Regions from separate parts of the Mus musculus genome. Here region 2 is linked to region 1. The links are chromatin contacts, called in public HiChIP or PLAC-seq maps. All regions are on one chromosome and are shown on one strand. The core of a region is the stretch at or near the end of the contact, and the rest is flanking DNA. Distances in the headings are between cores, read along the strand shown. Region 1 has its middle 59 kb from the start of Gm29684. Region 2 overlaps Gm33377 (a long non-coding RNA gene).

What was found. HiChIP or PLAC-seq counts read pairs in DNA pulled down with a chosen protein or histone mark.
Region 2: a FOXA1 HiChIP or PLAC-seq map of pancreatic cancer cells shows a contact between it and region 1. The contact joins two enhancer-like sites. A contact is called at or near these places in 3 of 484 Hi-C or Micro-C datasets (large pre-B cells, liver and macrophages) and 1 of 115 datasets of contacts at active chromatin or transcription factors (pancreatic cancer cells).

What each region holds. Positions count from the first base shown.
Region 1 is chr10:95,085,687-95,088,622 of GRCm38.p6, reverse strand. No RefSeq gene overlaps it. Among named protein-coding and RNA genes, the nearest start is that of Gm29684, 59 kb to the left of the region's middle. Within about 2 kb of position 1,577, at least 58 of the 459 cell types and tissues checked have an H3K27ac peak or open chromatin away from gene starts, as enhancers often do. A contact at or near this core is called in pancreatic cancer cells, where this site is marked.
Region 2 is chr10:95,863,503-95,866,438 of GRCm38.p6, reverse strand. The region is part of intron 3 of Gm33377 (a long non-coding RNA gene); the gene reads right to left. Among named protein-coding and RNA genes, the nearest start is that of Gm33543, 22 kb to the right of the region's middle. Within about 2 kb of position 1,503, at least 57 of the 459 cell types and tissues checked have an H3K27ac peak or open chromatin away from gene starts, as enhancers often do. A contact at or near this core is called in pancreatic cancer cells, where this site is marked.

The sequences.
Region 1 (2,936 bases), core at 328-2,827:
CCGAGGGGTTTGTGGGCATGTTGAAAGCTCGTGTGTGTCCCACACAGGGAGGATGAGAGTGGCAGGACTGAGAGGAGATGTCTCCAGACAAAAGCCAGAAACCAGCTTTGGTGTGGTGGCAGCGAGCCTTCTGCCTAGGTTTGCCAGAAGCAACAATCCTAAAAGAAAATAGCAAGTCAGCAAACCAACGAGCAGTTTCCTTCCAAGGATCTGCTGCTTCAGGGCCGAAGCGCGTCTGTCAGCCATGGTTACACTGAGCCCTCTGCATCTCTTAGCCTCAAACTCCCCCAAGTGGCAGCTTCATCCTCCAGCTAGTCCACCTGATCCCTTCTGAGTGCTGTACTCGGCGTAGTCAGAGACAGGACAGCCATCTGTCCTGTCAGGCTTCACGCAGGAGGGAGAAAACCTCTCCAGAACATCTCGGAAGATTCTTATTAACAGCCATGGTTGTGAGAAGAGAATGCTGAACAAGCCCTGGGTTCTGCTGGAAAGGGAGGAGCCTGCTACACATTCCCCCCTTTCTTTCTTGGCGGAATCTTTTTATGAAGTCCAGGCTGGCTCTGAGTGTACCCTGCCTTCTCTGTGCTGGTTTAGAGGCATATGCACCCTACCCCACCCACTTCATTTAACTTCAAACTACAAACTGAGTTAGCTCCCTGATGCATACGTCGGATTACTACATCATTCTTCTCTTCGTAGAACCCTGCCACCCTGGCATACAGTCAGTACCATTGTTCTGGAACCCCAGTGAGACACCCCAGTCTCCCTCCTCTGCCGACTCCCTATCTGTCTTTATAATACACAGTCACGCCCTTCCCACGGCCGTTCACTTTGTGGGTTCTTTCATGACCTTGGTATGGAGAGCCCTGCATCATTGGCCTTCCTCAGCTTGTTGTAGGAAATACCACATGCATGTGACATCCCGGGAGCCTTCCCATGGCCTGCTGTGTGCTCCATGACAGCTTGTGTTTGTCTGTAGGGCTTCTGTGAATCCCAATAACCTGTCTTCTAAATAGTCTCTCCTGGTTTCTAGGATGGAAGGAGGAGCCTGTACTTATTGAAGGCATGGCTGGAAGCCTGGGTCAGCACTCAGCTTCTAGCAATCAGGCAGCCTGGGATGGACTCTTCTTGGCTTTGTTGTTGTTTTCTAGTGACCCTAGGCAAGTTATTTAACTCCCCTGCGTATCTGTGTCCCCACGCGTCAGTAGGAACCTAATATTAACAACCTAATGGGATTTATGATGAACGTCAAGCAAGGTGACTTATGTAAAGTACTTAGCAGAGCGCCTGGTACAGGGTCATTGCACAGTGAGTATTTGCAGACTGAATGGTGATGAGATAAAATATGTTTAAACAGAACTGAGTCTTTTCCACTATTCTGGAGTGCCACATTATGCCCTAATATACTTGCCCGGATAGAGGTCTGTCAAGGCCAATCTTTTCTATGTGACTGGGAAGGGGAAAAACGTAGCTGTCTGCTGATCTCCTAGCACCGTTACCAACTGTGATGCTGCTCAGATCTGCCACTACAGATTGAGCCTCTCAACTGTGCCAGCAATTAACCAATACTTACTAAGCAGAAAGGCAGGTTTGAGAGCAAGGGACTCGCTTCCTGCCACACACACTTCAGTCTCATCCATTAGTCAGCATATAAACAGCAAATACATTAGCCTTCAAAAGAACCTCGGAGGATGGGTGGCACTTACTCAAGAGGAACAGGAAGAAAGAAAGATTACCCAGATAATGGGAAGAAAAGAGAAGTGGGAGCTCAATCAATAGAGGAGGGCAGTGTGGGCACATCGGTGAGTGGCAGCAGAGTCTTGCAAGAAGAAAGTCTTGGATAGCTTCCTTAAAAAAAAAAAAAAAAGGTGAACTACCTTAAATTAATGTTTTGTCACAGAAGTATAGAACCAGGAAGGAATTTTAAATCCTCTTGTTTGAAGAAACTGGAGCTCAGAAAGGGAGTTTTGACCAAAGTCACCTCATTGGTCGACACCCCCAGATTTCTCTTGCCTTAGGCTGTACATTTCCTTTACTAAAGCGGCTCTTGAAGAGTTTAGACTATTCGGCTTCTTAAAGCGACACTGAGGTAGCTTATTAGGAAAGTTTCGTCATGGGTGGGGAGGAGAGAGAATAATGGGTGTGGAGAACAGGGACTGAGAAGGGAGGAGGTCGCTGGGAGGAAAGTCGTCAGCCTCTTCTAATGCTCCCTTCCTTCTGTAGAGAGCCTAAGCCATATATTCATACTGAAGGGTGAATGACGCCAAGCCATTCTCAAATGGTGTCTGCTAGGAAGGGTGTGTGGTCATAAGGACAAGCTTATGAAGACCTCTCTCTAATCCCATCTGCCTCAGTGTCATGCCATAACTTCAGGAAAACTCCCCTACCAAGGGAACCACCCAGAACATTCTAAAGGGACGATTCTTAAGATATTTGGGGACAGGTGCCACACCATGACCCTCGTCTCATGCCTCAGTTATTCAGGCTAAACATAATTCATTCTTTCTGCTGCTCCCACCCAGTTTACCCTTGTTGTCCTGCTCCGGATGAGTGGCCATCTGTCCCTGTCTATTTCAAAGAACCATGAATGGTACATTTAAGACCAGTTGTGCAGGAAGCTTGGGACAGTCCCCTCCCACTCACCCACCCCCATGGTTCACGGGAAGTTTCTATTAACAGAGTCTGAGTAACAGGGCCTCTTCCGAAGCTCATAGGCAAGCAGCTACCAATGGACACTGAGCTGCACAGAAGTTTGCGCTGAAGAGGGCTTCGCCCAGTCATCAACCCACACATCCAGTTACACTGGAGAAGAACAGACAAATATGGGAGAAAGCATAGCAGTTGCTGTCACATTCCAAGCCAGCTCCCCACGCATGCTCATAAGGATACTTCCCTTCTCCCAGATCTGAAACCACAGAGTCCTGTCTGAATATCCT
Region 2 (2,936 bases), core at 254-2,753, 780 kb before region 1:
TGATTGTGTATATTGTGATGAAGGATGTGTGTGTGTAAGAGAGAGACAGAGACAGAGACAGAGACAGAGAGAGATCTGGACAGAGGTGGGTACACTCGCTTGGTTCACGTGTAGAGTTGGCTCTCTAGACCTCTACCCTGATTCTAAGAATTGAGCTCAAGTCTTCAGGCATGTGCAGCAAGCCCCTCTACCTACTGAGCCATCTTACTGGTCCAAAATTGTATCTTTAAAAAGCTGGACATCATTAGGTAAATCTAGTAATGAAAGCAAGTTAGTATATATCTCAGGCCACTTGCTGTTGCTATAACTGCGCACTGCAGACAAGGCTACTTTAGAAAGAATAAAGGTTTGCTTCGCTCCTAGCTTAGGAGGCTGTGACCCCAGGCAGGGGCTGGTATATGGAAGAGCCCTCTTGCTGCTTCCTGCTGTGGTTGTTGGAAGTCATCACAGGGTCAGATAGAGCAAGCCTGCTAACTCAGAACTCTCTCCTCCCCATGCTGTTCTACCACTGCAGGGCCCTCAGAATCATGAGCTCATCCTAGCCTAACTATTTTCCAAAGAACCCACCTCCTAAAACCACTGATGTCTGCTTCTAAGATGTGAGCTTCAGGAGACACATTCAATCCACACTACTGTGTTGATATCTGCTGTGTAGAAATTAGTTACTTCTGATTGTATTTATCCAAGGCAGTAGTTTAACAAGCACATTAGTCTACAGGCACATTTTTGCTAATTTTAGAAGATAAATATAAACACACACACATACACTCACTCACACACACACATATACACACATACATGCACACACACACACTCATACACACACATATAAACACATACATGTACACACTTATATACACATGCATGCACTCACATACATACACATAAACTCACACGTAGGTATACACACACTCACACATGTAGGTATACACATACACACACAGAGACACGCATATACACACATACACACATGTGGACATATACACACACGCATAGGTATACACATACCCATACACACATACACATGCATACACACACTCATGCACATAAACACACACTCACATGTACACACATACACACAGGCAAACACACATGCATACACACACACATGATTACATACACACATTCACCCATATACACACACAGACAGACACACATACACACATGTGTGCACACGCACATGCACACACACGCCATCCAAGAGACGAACAGTTGCAGAATGAAATACACTCAGACATTTCCAATTGCGTTTGGGGCCCCGGTTCAGTTCACCCCTTGCCCCTCTGTTCCAGCCTCTTTCGCCTTCCATCTCTTTCCATTTTATTTTTCTCATCGTGTTTTGACAGGTGAAGTTGCTCGTGCAAAAGCCATGTAATAAAATACAGGAATGCCACCTTTGCCTCCCTTGCCTGCTGCCGCAGAGCGTGTGAAGCCTGTGCCCTCTACCCTTCAGAGGAGTGCTGGAGTGGCAGGAGGCTCATGGAGCTGGAATGCTGTCTGTCTCTCTCTGGCCTCTCTGCCCGGAATGTGCTCCCCACCCTAATCTCCACTGAGACCAGTGTGCAAGCACTAGAGGCTTCAGCCAGCACAGACATGACACAGCAAGGGGGACAGAGGCTGGAGGCTGCAATCAGCCCATCCTATTTATTTAACTGCAAACTTTGTTCTTTAGTTTTTATAAAAAGCTTCATTGTTACATTGAATCCAAAGGAATTTAGCCTTTAACCTGCAGTTTCCAACTCCTGGTGCTAGCAAACTTTCTTTTCTGATAAGGGGACCGCCTGATGGAATTTTCTTCTTTTCTCTCTCATCCTGAAGGTGGGGCAACCCACTGAGATGTCTTTTGGACCTCGATTCTTATCAACTAAAATAAACACAAGGGCTCTCTGGTAATATATCCACGCAACAGAAGCTCCTGGTGTAATAAAACACAGAACATACAAAGAACGGGATCAACAGGCTTTAGTTTAGGGGTGTGTATGTGTGTGTGTGCGTGCGCACCTATGTATTTTCTACATTTCCCAATCTATCTAATTATTTTCTTTCTCCATCTGTTCCTAAGAGCCCTTTACTTATTGTAGGAAATTTCATACATTGATATAGTGATTTTAGGTAGTTTTCATGCCCCATTCCCCTCTCATCTTTCCAACAAACCTCATACTTCAATGTCTCCAAGGCTCAGAGAATATAGTACCAAAGAGGAGACAGAAAGACTCTAACAGCCAAGTAGTTATTTTATTTTTTTAAAAAGGCACAGGTTTGTTTTGTTTATCTTCATCCATATAGCCAGAACATGGTCCTTCATTTTCCTCTAAGGATCACAGTGGAAAAGGCTCAAGCCCTTTGTAATGACTGGGTGCCTATATCCCTGCCAATTTATACTGAAATCTTTATATTCCCCACCCCCTACAAACACACACAGGTGATGGTATTTGGGGGGGGGGGGCTTTTGGATGTCATTAAGTCGTGAGGAAGCCACTTTCCTAAATAAGACTCTTATAAAAGAGACCTGATTCTACTGTGGAAGTCAAGTGAGAGGCGGTGCCCCTCATCAGATACTGGGTCTCCTGGGATAGTAATCTGTATTATGTGTGTGTGTGTGTGTGTGTGTGTGTGTGTGTGTGATGAAGTTTGTCAGCTCTAGAAGATGAAGATATTCCTCCCATTGCTGTTTTTCACTGAAAGCTTGAGAACCAGGATCAGTTATGGGACCAGTTGCGCATGGCAGTGCTGGACAGAGAAGAAAGAGAAGTAGGCCAGAAGGGTTCTCCCTGTCACTCCTGGAGGAGGGTTCTCCTAAACTGACTTCACCAGGTCTTCATCCTCCTTAGAACCCTAGTTCCTACCTAATTTATTGAGTAAGATACGTGTGTATGTGTGTGTGTGTGTGTGTGTGTGTGTGTGTGTGTGTATTAAACTGATGGCCTGGGTTTTGT